5 separate regions of the Mus musculus genome follow, and regions 2, 3, 4 and 5 are each linked to region 1. Evidence: chromatin contacts called from public HiChIP or PLAC-seq and promoter capture Hi-C data. All regions are on one chromosome and are shown on one strand. Each heading gives the region's core, a stretch centred on a gene start, on an enhancer-like site or on the middle of the called end of the contact. The rest is flanking DNA. Distances are from core to core; before and after follow the strand shown. Region 1 holds the start of Tpra1 (transmembrane protein, adipocyte asscociated 1). Region 2 holds the start of Plxna1 (plexin A1). Region 3 overlaps Plxna1 (plexin A1). Region 4 holds the start of 4930512J16Rik (RIKEN cDNA 4930512J16 gene). Region 5 has its middle 15 kb from the start of Gm36735.

Region 1 (2,772 bases), core at 133-2,632:
GTGTGTGAGACAATATTTCTGTCTCAGCCTCAAGAGCACTGGGATTACAAACATATCATCCCACCACACCCCGTTTGCTTAGTCCCTAGGCCCTTGTGATTGACAGTGGGGTTTGGGGACAGGTGCTGGAGAAAAGGCTTAGTGGTTATGAGCATGGTTAGAAGCCCTGAGTTCAATTCCTGTGGCCTTTTTGACACCTGGAGGTCAAGGAGGGCCTAGGACATGTATTTTGCTATTATTCCTAAACAGGGCACTGTATTCTCTTGGCAGGAAGTTGGGAGCTCTTGATGGTTTTCAGGGTGGCTGTTACAGACCTTGTAGGCGCAGGCAGGCACAGCCAGCTTCTGTGACTAAGACCAAAATGGACAAATGGGACTAACCTGGAAGTCTCAGGGATGCTAAGTCTCGGACCAATCACAAAGAGGCCCAGAGTCATTCCAGCCCCTGTGTGACCAGGACGGGGCAGTCCTGGGATCCTATAATAAACAGGTGCCTACATCTTTAACCAGCACTGAGGCACCTCTAAGGTGTTGCTGAGACACACTGCCCCCCCCCCCAATGCCTGAGGAAGGGGTAGGCAAGTCAATACCTACTCTTGAGGGAGAGCCCAGGAAGCTCTCTGTGAAGAGAGAATGTGAGAAGACAGGCCCGAGGTTGCATGCAGAGAAGCCCAAGGGCAGCCACAAGTTTGAAAATACATGGCCTATAGGGCAGATCCTGTGGCCGGCCAAAGGTGCACAGGTAAGCAGATGACCTGAGATGAGGCCTCCAAGTTGCCCTGGGGGTGTCCCACAGGGAGGGAAGGCGACAGACAGGAAAGACTGTCCCTCTGGAAGGCACCTGCTTAAGCAAGAGATCTGGTCTGGCCACTTCCTAGCTGGATGGCTTTGGACTTATTCCCTTAACCCCTTCAGGTTTCTTCTGCAAAACGCCACTAATAGCACCCAGCCTTCAGGGTGACTGAGACCAGGACTGGAGCCCTGTAAACGCCAGATCCCTTTGAAGTGGGCAAGCACAGGGCGTCCGAGGAAGGGATGCCCTTCCTTCCCTCCTTCCTAGTCCAGGTGACCAGAGGTCAGTATTTATGGGGCGCCGGTCCCTTAGGCGCCATCCTCAAAGACATAGGGCGACCCGGTCGGAGGACTGGAGCTGTCCGCAGAAAGATGCGGGGCAAAGGCACAGCGTGCTCAGTACGCTTCCCGAAACGCTTTAGGGGTAAGCTGTGCAGAAAAAAAATTCTCCCCTTTGAAGTTTCCGTCACCCACACTTTGCTTTGCTTCGACTGCAGTCCCTTTAAGAGCTCCGCGGGCCGCCTCGCCCATCTGAGGAATTTTATTGGTCTGTTCCACTCCTGTGGGTGGAATCCCGTTACGATAGGCTGCTGGAGGCCGAGGGGGCGGGGATGAGTGCCACAAACAGGGGTTGTGACTGTTTTCACAGTTTTGCTTAGACGAAAAACACTAGCCAAGGCGCCTGAGAGTCGCCGCTGCCAGGGGAGGACCGGGGAAGTCCGCGGGTCCCGTGAGTCCTGCGCGCTGGCGGCGTCCGGCCACCTCTGACCGATCCACGTAGCATCTCAGCTGCGGTTCTTGCGCGACGCTCCCCGGTTCTCGCTACCTCGCAGGGGTCGGAGTCCCGCGGCCTGCGCAGCCCTGCTCTCAGGTAAGCGCGGCCGAGTCCTCATCTCCTGCTCCGCCAAGCTAGCGAGGAGGCCCTGCCCCTGCTCCTTCTTCGGGTTCGGGCCTACCGTCTCCTTCTGTCCCCGTGCCACTTGGGGTACAGCCGCAAGACAACCTTTGAGAAGTTTCTGGGGACCCTAGCGGTCAGGACCGGATCCTGGATGGAGCTGGACACCCGCCGCTCCGGGTGCAGCCAGAGCTCAGCGGCAGCCGGAAAGACCAGCCCATGCTCTGCCTCTGCCTTCCTGGCCTTGCGGAAGGAAGGGCAACTCCACTTAGCTCCGTAGCGAGGAGGGGGTGGTGGGGTCTGGGGTCCAGACACCCCCAATCCTTGTCCAGCCTGGTTGCATTGTGCTGGAAATGTGTGCGCGTCATAGCATTTTTTTGAGATCTTACCTGTTCTAGAGGGTTGGGTCACAAGACCTAGGACAGACAAGACACACAAGCATGTAAATACACCTGCTGCCGATGGAGTCCCAGTTCTATAAACAGCACACCAAAGAACTGGGTGGTGGTGGAGGAATCGGGAGGTGGAGGCAGGGGGGAAATCAGAAGTTCAAGACCTGCCTTGGCTTTTTGCAGAGTTGGAGGCTAGCCTGGGCCCAATGAGACCCTATCTTTAAAAACAATCATTGAAAGAACAACAGCCAGGTGGGCTAGATAAAGTCCACTTAGAGGGGGAGGTAATGAGTCAAATGATGGGATCAAGCTGCGGGTAAGCAAACACAAAGGCCCCTGAGGTAGGGGAGATATAAGTTGGTGGCTAAAGAAGGGCAAGAAGGATTGTCAGGAGGCAGAGGGCAGGTCACCTGGACCATCCCTTCTTCCTGTTGTCCACAGTGGCCTCTTAGGACACAATCTCTCCTCTATCACTGAGGCTGACAGATTCAGAGAGGCATGGAACTTAGCCTCTATCCTCTGGGGATTTCCTATGCTGCTCTGCAGCTAGATTTAGAGGCTTAGCAGCCTAGGAGGGAAGGGAGAGAACTTTGGGGGGCTGCTTGCACTGCTACCTTCTACTGGGTAGGAATCCCATAAAAGAACTCAGAAGGTTTGGGCAATCCCATTGCACAGATGGGAAAGACAAGCTCTC
Region 2 (2,772 bases), core at 147-2,646, 460 kb after region 1:
CACTGGCTGAGTGCTTCCCCGACCCAGCAGACTCTTGGCCAGCCTAATGCAGCACTACCTCCTCCTGCTCACCCCCAACAAGCAATGGAGCTGGAAAACTGGGGGTGCTCTAGGAGGGCTGGAGAAGCACAGGATAGCACCACCCTGATGGGACTGAAGACCCGCAGCACCTGCTGGAAGAGGTAGGTAGCACCAGGAGCCAGAGCCAGAGGTAGGAGCCTGGCAGAGGGGCAGAGGCTCAGTTCGTTCCCATCCCCCCCCAACACACCCCTTTCTTTCAAGGGGCGTGGCCCCAGCACCCCACCGATGAGACTGAGAGGGCTCCGGCCACCTAGTAGCCTCTCTGAAGCCCTCTTGTATCCTTCCAGGGCAGCACCTGGGATCTCTGCAGGCAGAGGGGGCCTCCCAGGAATCTACACTCGCCCTTCCCTACAGCAGCCAGAGTCAGCCCATCACCGCCGCCGTCCTCGCCGTACACCAGGCCTGGGACCGTCCAGGAAGCAAGAGGGGAATCCTCCGGGGAAGGAATGACCCGTGGAGGCCCTGCGCAGGGGGAGGCCGAGGAGGCCCGAGCCGGCGTCCTCTCCGGTGGCACCGCACCGCCCCTTGCAGCCGGGTGGAGGGCCTGCGGGCCTGGGCTGGCTGCGGCGCCCACTCGCGCGCCGGAGCCGGAGGGGGCGGGGGTCCCCACGAAGCCTTGCAACTTCCACCCCACTGCCTCAGGCCGGCCCGAGGCGCAGCCAGGGACCTGCCCCGAATCCCGCGGCCCTGCCCGGGCCTGCCCAGCGCGGCGCTCGCCTGCGGCCCACGTCCCCACCCGCGGCCCGGTCCGACCCGGCGCAACACGGGCCGACATGGGCACCCGCAGGGCCCTTCCCGCGGGGCCACTGCAAACTTTCTCTCCTGCCTGGAGGAAGGGACCGCGACTGCGGCCACAGACATTGCGCCCCCCCGGATCGTAGGGCCCCGGACGTGCTGCGACCCGCCGGGACGCGGCAGCCCATAGCGGAGACCGCGCCCGGACACACGCGGGCGCCCGGCCGGAACCGCAGGACACGCCAGCCGCGGACACGCGCGCCGCAGTCCCCGCGCACACCCCCCTGGCCGCCGCCAGCGCCCCCCGGCCACTCGGGACCCCGGGCCGCGACGAGCCTCCCGCCGCCCGCGGGGAAAGTTGCGCCCCGACTCACCCGCCAACCCCGGGCGCGTCCCGCCGCTGGCCATCGTTGCGCCCCGCCGCTCGCCCCTCTGCGGGGCCGCCCACGCCGCGCAGGCCGCCCAGGCCGAGGCCGCCGCGCCCGGGCTCCGCTCCGCTGCGTGGCTGCGTCGCCGCTGCCCAGCATGAATGGGGCGCTGAGCTCCGCGCGGCTGCGGACCGGCCTCGCTCTCGCCGCCCCGCGGAGCGCCGTGCCGCGCGCATGCGCCGGCCGAAGCCGGGGGGCGGGGCCGGGGGCGGGGGCGGGGGCGGGGCGGGACCCGCGATGGCCTGCAGGGGGCGCTCGGCCCCGCGGCGAGAGCGCGCGCGGCGGGCCCCACCGCTTGCCTTCAAAGGGCGATGGCCACCTCAGCCTTAAAACTCTGGACTGGGGTGGGGGTGGGTGAGGTGGTCCGGGTGGTCCCAGGAGTCGATGCACTCTTTAAGGAGCACAGGCTGGAAGTACAGCTTTCGTGCACGGAAGGGTAAACTGAGTCCGGAGGAAGCACTTGCCCTGGTCCTATTGCTCATCTCTGCCTGCGCAACGATCGCTTAGGTGGGACCGGCACTGCACCCCGCAGGCCCCAGGAGGTGGCGCGTGCCGGGATGCCTAAGCTCAGAGGACGACTGTCCTGTCCGGTACGCGGTCCTGCAGCGGGGCGTGTTAGAACTACCCCAGCAGGATAGAGACCTCGCCGGGTCGATCGCGGGCGCGGGGCTGGCCTGCAGAGCTGGATTGCGCCAGGTCTCGGTCGGGTAGAGAACCTTTCTCAATAAGGTCACCCAGTGCAAGGCATCCAGACCAAAGCAGGCAGCTGTGCGCAGAACAGAACAGAGCAGTCAGAAAAGGTGGTCGTGGGAGGGGCGAAGGCTGACTGGGCACAGCCTGGGGGACCCAGTGCAGCTCATTCGGTAAGGACCATTGTCCGTACTCGTCTCCCAAGCAGTCATCACCCTCTTTCCCTGTGCTCATCCTTGCCTGGTTTTTCTTTGGGTGTGACCGTTTACATTTTGTCTCCCTGAATGACATATTCTTTTGTGTAGCTTGTTTGAGGATGCTATAGAAATGGTGTCCCGCCTTCCTCTCTGATAGGAATGCAGGGTCCTGTGGTCAGTCTTTGCTCTCACTGTGTGGCACAGGCTATTCTGGATAGTTAACCCTCTCTTCTGCTACTGGACTGGAGCCCCCTGCTCTAGACCTTGGTCTTTAGCTTCAACAGACGATGCAAACTTGGTTTTCCCCCAAGTGAAACCCCACCCCTCCACGTGATGGAGAAGTGTCAGCAACAGTGGGAAAGGTAATGGTTTGATTTTGCCAGGCTGAAAGTTGGTGCTGGTTCTTTTTGCTTCTGAATGGCGGTGAGACCCTTCTTCCACAGTTACACTTACCGTCGGACTCCACAGGCACTACATACTGAATGTACAAATCTCTGCTGTGCTGTACAAACCGGGTAGACAGACTGCGCAGGCCCTGTGACCTGCCCAAGCTCCCTCGCTGGTTGGTGGCAGAGCCTGGAGTCTGGCCCAGAGGTGCAGTTCAAACTGTGGGCTTCCTAGTTGCACACCTGTCTGCTTCC
Region 3 (2,772 bases), core at 73-2,572, 430 kb after region 1:
GGGGGTAGGCGTGGCAACCACAGCCTTGGAGGTAGGAGGGGTAGGGGGTGAACTTCGGACCAGCACGTCACTACAGCCAGACCTCAAGACAAAAAATCTGAACAAAACCTGTTCCTCTACCTGTAGACATTTGCTTCCATTCAGTTCAGTGACCCACACTGAATATTGATGGCTGTGACCACCAGAGCTGGGGCCCTGCCCCCTTACCTCACATTGTTGACAGTGTAGTGACAGACAGGCAGAGCAACTACCTCCCTCATACATTCTAGTCCCAGGCATCTGTGAGCAGGGGATGGGCTCAGACCCTGCCCAAGTGCAGACTCATGAGAACACCATGCATTCTGCTTTCTTTCCCTTCTGTTCTCCCCAGGCAAACTGAGCTGTGTGTGGGGGATGGCTATGCTGGCCAGGCAGGGTGATTCTCATTCTAGGAAGGGACCGCTCATGCTTCTCAGAGAGTTCTCATGGCTTAACACACCCGCATCTCTAGTTGTCCATTACATACTGTGTGCTGTAGCTGACCACAGCAACTGACCCGAAGGAAAGCTCAGTAGCGGTGCAGGCCGCACATGGCTGTCAGAAGACACAGCTCTGCAGCCACACACCTGGTCAAACCAGCCAGCAATGCAAGGCCTTCATGGATAATTCTGCTTAGAGGGCACCCCCACATCAGTCAAATTCATAGGCAGAAAGGAGAAAGGTGGTACGGTGGAGGGAGAGGAGAGGGACAAGGAGTGTACCATGAAGACAAGACCAATGGTGCAGAAGATGTTGACAAGGGCTGCACTTTACAGATGTATTGACTCTGGTGACCTGTACACTCCAGAGGCTGAAGCACGAAGGTCATGAGCTCCAGGCCAGCCTGGGCTATCTAGGGAGGCCTTGTCTCAAACAATAAGATAAGGGCTGGTGAGATAACTCAGCAAGTAAAGAAGCCTGCTGCCAACCCTGCCAACTTGACTCCGATCCCTGGGACCCACATGGTGAAAGGAGAGAACCCACCCCTGCAAGTTGTCCTCCCACTTCTGCGTGTGCATTGTGGCATACACCCACATAATAAAGAAAAAAATGTAATTTCAAAGAAATCTAAAAGGTAGTGTATTTTGTATTATGTATGTTTTAATCCAGTAAAGCATTTTTAAAGTCTGTGGCATGGTAAAAAGAGACCAACTATTGAACCGTGAAGGGGTGAAGGAACCCGTCTTATGACTGAAAGAAAGCACTCTGGAAAGCTATGTAGAATGTGAATGGAGCCTTAAGACTCCAGAGAAGGCAGAACTATGAGCAGGAGAATCTGCTGCAGCTCAGGGAAGGGAGGCGCTGAAGTGTATCTTCTCTCAGCCCACAAAGCAAACATGTATCAAGAGGCCTATGTGTGGCACCATGGCCACAGATGGGGAAGAACAAGCCCAGGCCAATCTGGCTCACTCCTGAGTATCAGTTTTCACTGTACAGCTAAAAGGGCCACACAAAAACCAGAGCCGAGGAGACTGAGAGGACCTGAGAGTAACCCTGGGGTAGTCGGCCCACTTCACTTCTCCCTTTGCTGAGCTTTGCTGCCTCCCTTCTTGCTGCTCCCCCAGTCGCCTTGCTCCCCACCCCCATCAGCATTCCTACACCCTGACTGCTCTGAGACAGATGCCCTCCGTGAGGCCATCCCAGATGTCTGATGGGCTCTGCTCCCCCTGCCCCACACTGACAGGTGCAGAGCCAGCTCTGCCAGCTTCCAGTGGCGGCCTGCCTCCCCACACTGCAGCAGCAGACATTGCAGAGCTGGCTCAGGATCTGAGACCAACGGGGTGAACTGCACCCGCTCTCCTCTTGCTGTGGAGAATGATGATCAAACGGGGTCAGCGCGTGTCAGGACCCAGCATGGGCACAGCTGCTGGAGCGCTGACGCTTTTGCTCGGCCTTGCTGCTTCTGGTTCCGAGCCTGCTTTAATGGCCATGTAAACAACTGTCCACAGAGCGGCACTTTCATAGGAGATGTGCACATAGCTATCATTGGGGCCGCTGTACACACAGGTCCCCTCTCCTCAGCTGTCCTTGTGCCATCCAGGTCACTTTTCTTCATCTCTGGTCCCTCAGACCTCCCGTCTCTTACTCACTGCCATGTCCTATCACTGGCTTTCCTCCCAGCAAGTAAAGGCATCCCACCAGGGATCTAGTTCTGAGCAGACCCACGTGCTGGCACTTCTGGCTCATCCAGAGCTCAGCAGAAGTCTACTGGGGAGGACAGAGTCCAATGCTGGCAGACTCAGCACCAGCCCCACCCTTGCCACTGAATCCACAGAGCACTGGTCAGGGCTGACACACACAAGTTATACTCCCAGGCAGACCCACTGTTACCGTAACTCGTGACATGCATCCCATTGGCCATGAGGTCAGAGGAAGCCAGACTTTGGAACTGTGTAATTAACCAGTCTCTTAGGTGCAGGCAACCAGTTCAATCAACCAGCCCACCCTGGCACCTGCAGGGATTGTGGGAGCTCTGGAGAGCCAGAAGCCCAGGATAGACTCACACCCCACCATGGAGCACTCAAGGGCCAGTGTCAGGCCCTCCCTCAGAAGCCTATCTAGATGTATCCTCCTTCTGAGGCTGGCAGCCAGCTCCAGGTACCAAGCAGAGATCCAAGCTTATATCTAAACTCGAGCTTGGGCACTGACTTCAGAGCGTGAATGTCTATGCTCTCTCTGTAGCAGCAAGTATCAACACAAGAAACAGCTAAGAGCAAGTAGTCTGGGTTGCTGCGCTGGGCCCTAGGACCTAGC
Region 4 (2,772 bases), core at 162-2,661, 380 kb after region 1:
ATTGTTCCAAGATGCCTTGGAAGTTCAAGCCAGTGCCATAAGACAAGAAAAGTAAATAAAATTTTACAACTAAAACATAGAGTGATTAAATTATCTTTGATAGAATTAATTGAATGACTACTGGAGGTATGGTATTTTATTAAGTTAGCTGCACAAAAATCAACCTATAGTTAAGCTTTAGTATGTATTTGGGGGGGGGGGGCACTTCCAGACCTAGCTTGGTTGGATATTAAAATACTAGGAGTACTATGGAGATTTTCCTGAGAGCCCCGAGTGTTTTCAGCAGCCTCCCTACCAGGCAGAAGCAGATATGGCCTCTCTAGCTCTCTCACCTGTGAGGAGGCTTCATTCTGGGAGTTTCTCACTCCCCAGCCTGAGTCCTCTGAGCCCACTGCCACAGGAATAGAAGGGACGAGGAAGTTCTGCTAAGCCCCGGCAGCATGCATTCCTCTGGACTTGATGGCAGGAGAAGGCCACCTGTGCCACAAGGGTGAGAGCAGATGCTTCTCTGTAAGAAAATCACCTTCTGTAACAACAAAGGAAGGAAAATTAGTCCTGTGCAGAGAAAGAAAGAATTCAGTCCCCATGCAGGCCGTTCTCGTTCCTCTCCTGGTGTGGCATCTCCATTGTCATTGATATCTTCATGGCAGCTCTTCTTCAGGCCTGTCAAATGGAACTCTTTTTGCTAGTAGAACATCTAGTTCTTCTGAAATCCAGTCCCTTGCTCAGGAGCTGCTCTTAGAGAAAACAATTAGTGAACAATGAACGGCTTGTGCCAGCCCCAACTGGATCATACCAGAACAGAACAGCTCAGATTAGATGAAAAACACCAGAATACAGCATATAAGCCCCCTTTAGACCAATCCAGACAAGGCTAGAACTCACCAGAATTAACCAGCCAAGACCAGCTCATATCAGACCAGACCCAGCTAGACCCTACCAGCACAGACCAGACCAAAGAAGAATAAACCAAGCCAAAACAGACTAAACAGAACAGAACAGGTTAGATTTGACTAATCCAGACCAGGCTAGAACATACCAGCACAAGCCAGACCAGACTAACTTAACCAATCCAGACCAAACCAACTACACCAGAATAGTTTAGACTAGATTAGATCAGGGTAGATCACACTACTGTAGGCCAGACTAGACTAGCTTAGACAATACAAGAATAGACCAAACTGGGCCAGGTTAGACCAAACCAGACGATACTAGAGTAGACTAGCCCAGTAAAACTTAGACCAGCCCAGAAGTTAGACCAGAATAGACAAGCCCAGGCCAGCTTAAATGAATATAGGCTAGACCTAGACCAAATTAGACCAGCCCAAACCAAATAAAACTATATCAAGCCAGACCAGATCCCAGCAGTCCAGTCCAGATTAGCTTTGACCAGAACATTCTACTCAGTTCTTGGTCATGTGATGTGGGCTGGGTCCCAAGGGCTGGCTGTATCCTACACACAGCTCACTCCAAAGGTCAGAACAGGTGACTGGAGGTCACAAGTGGATACAATCTGCAAGTTTGTCTGGGCCACCACTGTTGAGCCATTGTTCCTATTTAGACATTAGTCCCCAACAGTGCTCCCCGATACACACACCAGTCTAACCTCTCAGAAAGGAGGGAGGCCTGGAAATGTGACCCCTGGCCCACCCCCTTACACACAGGCCCACCTGGGTGGCAGCATCCACAGATTGCTTCCTTTGAGCCGGGTCCCTGCTGTTCCCGATGTCTGAGAAGTGCTGGTTTCACTGAGATCCCAGCCCCCGCCACGTGCAAGCGAGGCAGGCTTCCTGCTGAAATCAAAAGAGGAAGAGGGACCTGGCGGCTGGCTTTTACCTGCTCATCATTTCAACCCCCCTCTGGGAAGCGTCCCCTTTCCCACTGCAAAGTGAGCACCAATCCAGGTGGAACATAATGAGGGGCGAGAGAGAGAGAGAGAGAGAGAGAGAGAGAGAGAGAGAGAGAGAGAGAGTGTGTGTGTGTGTGTGTGTGTGTAGAGAGAACTGAGACAGGATCAAAGATACCAACCAAGGCTGAGGCCAGGGTGGTGAGGCCTCCCCGCCCACTGCCCTGAGTGCTCCATCTCCTGGGGACATAGTGGCCTCCTCAAACGCATGGGCTGGGTCAAGTTGTGCAGGAGGGCAGGGTCCTCATGTTGGGGACTTCCACAGCGCAACTTTTCTCCTTCAGCTTTGCCTTCATAGTTGGAGAGCAATGGCATGTTTCTCTCATATCCTGCAACCTCCATGATGACAAGAATCTCAGTCTAGGGGCTAGAGAGATGGTTCTGCAGTTAAGAACACTGACTGCTCTTGTAGAAGACCCTGGTTTGGTTCCTGGCACTTACATGGCAGCCTACAGCTGACTGTAACTCCAGTGCCAGGGGATCCAACACCAATACCCTCTTCTGGCCTCCAAGGGCACATGATGCACATACACACAGGCAGATAAATACACACACACACACACACACACACACACACCCTTTCAGCAGGCTGGAGGACATAGTGCCTTTTATCCATCAGCAGACAGATGGGAGGCAAGCTGACACTCACCCTCAGTGGTGTTGCCCAAGGCCCCCAGACTGAGTTTACTCTGAGATGACCTCATTCTGTCTTCTCAGTTTGAGATTTAGTTGCCAGGGCAACAGTGTAAGGGGTGGAGCTTAATGGGCGGTGCTAAGGACAGAGGGTTTCTAGCCTCAGGAAGACAGGATTTTTAACACAGCTGGTTTTGGTGTGCTGTCTTGTCCAAAGCTGGATGAGGCAGAAA
Region 5 (2,772 bases), core at 174-2,673, 360 kb after region 1:
TAAGGCCAACAGGAAACAGGCACACCGAGCAAGCGTTACCCAGCAGAGGATGATGCGACCCCCAGAAGTCTTCCCAGGGGCCTGGTACTAGAAAGCGAACCCCATCATACAGAACCAGAGGGGCCCTGAGATCCTCTGCTGGTACTGGAAAAGGCCAGCGTGAAAAGGAGCCCTAACTTCCTTTTTCCAGCAGAATCAGCTGACCTGTGACATAAACATAATGAATCAGCAAGTTTCTATCATGTAACACACCGTCTAGAAGCTTAAGGCTCAAAAGAACCAAGCTCTGGGCATCTGGGTACAGACCTAACCCAGCTCTACCAGGCTCTCCCATACCTTGATTAATAGATGGGGCCATTGCTCACGCCCAGGCTCCCTAGCTGAGCCTCAGCTTCTCATCCTCCTACAATGGTTGGCTGGCTCACTCCATGGCAGCCTCTGCAGACAGCAAGTTCTTATGCATGTTTCCCAGTGCCCCTTGGCTAAACCAAGTCATAAGGCCGGGCCTATTCCAAATGTGAGTAAGTAATAAACCCCTTCTGGAAAAGAAGGACCGCAGAGGCCTGTGATGAAAGTTAAGCCCAGGGAGAAGTAGAGGAAATACGTGGATGGACAGTTTTACAGGTCAGTCCTCTGGAGGATGTGTAGCCATCCCCAGTGGCTACCACGCAAACTCAACAGGGCTACACCGGTATGGTGTGCAGGCAGAAGCCAGCCTGGGTGTAGCCTACTGCAGGAAGTCAGGAAACTGTGGCTCACGTAATGACATCCTGTCTAAGTACCAATTCCACCCAGCACAGGCTTGCCACTTGCCAGTGTGGCTCCTGTTCCCAGTGGTTCCAGAGAAGTTGGCCATCTATGACTTCACATGAAGTCTCTGGAGTGTTGAACGTTATCCACTAATTAAAACTCTTCCAGTGCTCCTGACAGCATCTGCGCTTTGGAATGCTGTATAATGATGATACCACATGCCACAAGGGATGTGTCAACCCTGAAGGGACATGCAGCTCCATGAAGTCCTTGTGTGGCTACAGAACCTTTGGCCAGGGGCAAGCAGGGGGGCTGGGTCCAGACCCTGAATTCCCTGGAGGCTGGTTTAGGAGCAGGATATTGGGCTGGGGGGGGGGGGCGGCGGTGCTTGAATAGCAGAACTGCAGACACTGGAGTCAGGGTGAGGAGGCTGGGAATGCCACAGGCAGGCTGCTGGCTTGAGATAGGCTCCTCTCTCATCTTGCTGCTGTTCACCTAGGTGGACATAGACTTCTGTGCTCAAGAAAGCCAGACCTGACTGGGCTTCCAGGTCAGCCTTGGCTGATTAGTGTTGGGAGCCCAGGAAGGCACCGTAGTCTTTCTACAGTAGCTGTAGCTGTTGTTCTGCAGTGTCTGCAACAACGAGAAGAGCTGGGCTGGAGCTGGGGCAGGCGGGGCAGGGCTGTGGCAGATGACTTAAGGCCTGGTGACCTGATTAGTTTTGTTATTTTGACTCAGCTAGAGTTATCTGGAAAGAGGAACCACAACTGAGAAGATGCTTGCTGTAAGATTAGCCTGTGGGCAAGTCTGTGAGGCATTTTCTAAATGGTTAATGTACAAGGGCCCAGTTTACTATGAGTGGTGGCACCCCTGGGCAGGTAGTCCTGGGAGGTCGAAGAAATGTACCTGGATGTCAGCCTGAGGAGTAAGTCAGCAAGCAGTGTTCCTCCACAGCCTCTTCAGCTCCTGCCCCTGGGTTCCTGCCTTGGATACTGGCTCTGCCTTCAATTCATGGTCGACTGCTAGTTATAAACTGAAGTAAATTAAAGTTTGCTTTCTATTACTGCTCTAAAACACCATGACCGAAGGTAACTTGGGAACTCCCCCAAGGTTGGGTTAGGGTTAAGAATCAGGGAGACTAAAGTTAAACACCATGAAAGACCACAAGTCTCTAGAAACCTGCACCCTGGAGTTCCACCTACCAGGGACTCCAAGGATAAGACTGAGCCTACGGTGGCTCTGTCTCCAGCTCATAGGGGAAGCAGATAGTCTACGGAAGGCCTGGTTTCTCCATTTGTGTGACTGTGTGTATTGAGGCCCCGGCCCGGATCCCAGGCCAGGGGTTCTGAGACAGACACTGCTCATCTTCTGGGTGGGGTACTACTCATGTGCTCCCCAGAGCTTGGCCTCATTCAGATCCTCACACAGAGTGGAGTCCATCTGGATGGCTGGAGTACTACGCTGGCCACAGGATATCATGGCAATGGGAACCTGGAAGAGAGGCCTGGGGTAGAGCGGCGGTGCTGTTATAAGAGGTTCAGAGCTTACTAAAGGGACCCAGAAAGCCAGGGATGCAGCATGCTGGAATCAAGCTGCCCACTTCTGCAAAAGCAGCTGTCTAGGTGTCCAGCATCCAGCATTAGGGCCTGCTCTTATCTAAGATGAGCTACCCTACCTGGACAGGTCTGAGTTCCATCGCCATCCAACCTGCCTTCTGTCAGGGTTAGTACATGGCAGGGCTGCTCCTGAGTCCCCCAGGGATGGCTAAGCTATACCAGAATCCCCTCTAGAGAGGAGAAAGGAGGAGCAGATGGCTAGCTGGGACTGGGGTTCCTGGGAGCTCCTAGGGAAACTGACACAGCGTGGAGGAGAAAATGACAGAGTGGAAATTAGGTCAAACTCTGAAGGAGGAGAGAAGAGCTGGCGTGATGGCAGAGAGGGGCCCAAGAGGGCCAGCGCTGCCACACGGAGAAAGGGGTGACGGGAAAACTTTCTCCAATTATGTGCAGGAGAGCCAGCGTG

Evidence for each region. Promoter capture Hi-C pulls out the DNA fragments that hold promoters and counts their contacts. HiChIP or PLAC-seq counts read pairs in DNA pulled down with a chosen protein or histone mark.
Region 2: a FOXA1 HiChIP or PLAC-seq map of pancreatic cancer cells shows a contact between it and region 1. The contact joins the promoter of Plxna1 here to the promoter of Tpra1 in region 1. A contact is called at or near these places in 8 of 39 promoter capture datasets (the 3T3-L1 cell line, 3T3-L1-derived adipocytes, cranial neural crest and 3 more), 1 of 15 datasets of contacts at CTCF or cohesin (large pre-B cells), 5 of 484 Hi-C or Micro-C datasets (bone marrow-derived macrophages, embryonic stem cells, muscle stem cells and 1 more), 24 of 115 datasets of contacts at active chromatin or transcription factors (the 230-238 cell line, astrocytes, bone marrow-derived macrophages and 16 more) and 4 of 9 other capture datasets (adipose tissue, embryonic stem cells, liver and 1 more).
Region 3: a contact with region 1 is called in an H3K4me3 HiChIP or PLAC-seq map of the 230-238 cell line, with 3 times the contacts expected there. The contact joins the enhancer-like site here to the promoter of Tpra1 in region 1. A contact is called at or near these places in 8 of 39 promoter capture datasets (the 3T3-L1 cell line, the C10 cell line, the SN4741 cell line and 3 more), 3 of 484 Hi-C or Micro-C datasets (bone marrow-derived macrophages, embryonic stem cells and nephron progenitors), 15 of 115 datasets of contacts at active chromatin or transcription factors (the 230-238 cell line, bone marrow-derived dendritic cells, embryonic forebrain and 9 more) and 2 of 9 other capture datasets (adipose tissue and liver).
Region 4: a promoter capture Hi-C map of pre-B cells shows a contact between it and region 1, with 3 times the contacts expected there. The contact joins the promoter of 4930512J16Rik here to the promoter of Tpra1 in region 1. A contact is called at or near these places in 10 of 39 promoter capture datasets (the C10 cell line, cranial neural crest, embryonic stem cells and 6 more), 3 of 484 Hi-C or Micro-C datasets (B cells and embryonic stem cells), 10 of 115 datasets of contacts at active chromatin or transcription factors (bone marrow-derived macrophages, embryonic stem cells, epiblast stem cells and 4 more) and 2 of 9 other capture datasets (liver and macrophages).
Region 5: a contact with region 1 is called in an H3K27ac HiChIP or PLAC-seq map of microglia, with 7 times the contacts expected there. The contact joins the enhancer-like site here to the promoter of Tpra1 in region 1. A contact is called at or near these places in 1 of 39 promoter capture datasets (cranial neural crest), 1 of 15 datasets of contacts at CTCF or cohesin (the NIH/3T3 cell line) and 4 of 115 datasets of contacts at active chromatin or transcription factors (bone marrow-derived macrophages, large pre-B cells and microglia).

What each region holds. Positions count from the first base shown.
Region 1 is chr6:88,900,869-88,903,640 of GRCm38.p6, forward strand. It overlaps Tpra1 (transmembrane protein, adipocyte asscociated 1), which reads left to right and starts at 1,383. Exons shown (of 12, transcript NM_011906.2): 1 at 1,383-1,662.
Region 2 is chr6:89,361,217-89,363,988 of GRCm38.p6, forward strand. Plxna1 (plexin A1) reads right to left here and starts at 1,397. Exons shown (of 32, transcript NM_008881.2): 1 at 1,191-1,397. Gm40415 reads left to right here and starts at 139. Exons shown (of 2, transcript XM_017321867.2): 1 at 139-182; 2 at 369-1,375. The coding sequence starts at 528. The coding sequence ends at 962.
Region 3 is chr6:89,326,544-89,329,315 of GRCm38.p6, forward strand. All of the region lies in intron 23 of Plxna1 (plexin A1), which reads right to left. Among named protein-coding and RNA genes, the nearest start is that of Gm40415, 33 kb to the right of the region's middle. Within about 2 kb of position 1,323, at least 44 of the 459 cell types and tissues checked have an H3K27ac peak or open chromatin away from gene starts, as enhancers often do. A contact at or near this core is called in the 230-238 cell line, where this site is marked.
Region 4 is chr6:89,284,314-89,287,085 of GRCm38.p6, forward strand. It overlaps 4930512J16Rik (RIKEN cDNA 4930512J16 gene), which reads right to left and starts at 1,412. Exons shown (of 4, transcript NR_131021.1): 1 at 333-1,412.
Region 5 is chr6:89,256,883-89,259,654 of GRCm38.p6, forward strand. No RefSeq gene overlaps it. Among named protein-coding and RNA genes, the nearest start is that of Gm36735, 15 kb to the right of the region's middle. Within about 2 kb of position 1,424, at least 80 of the 459 cell types and tissues checked have an H3K27ac peak or open chromatin away from gene starts, as enhancers often do. A contact at or near this core is called in bone marrow-derived macrophages and microglia, where this site is marked.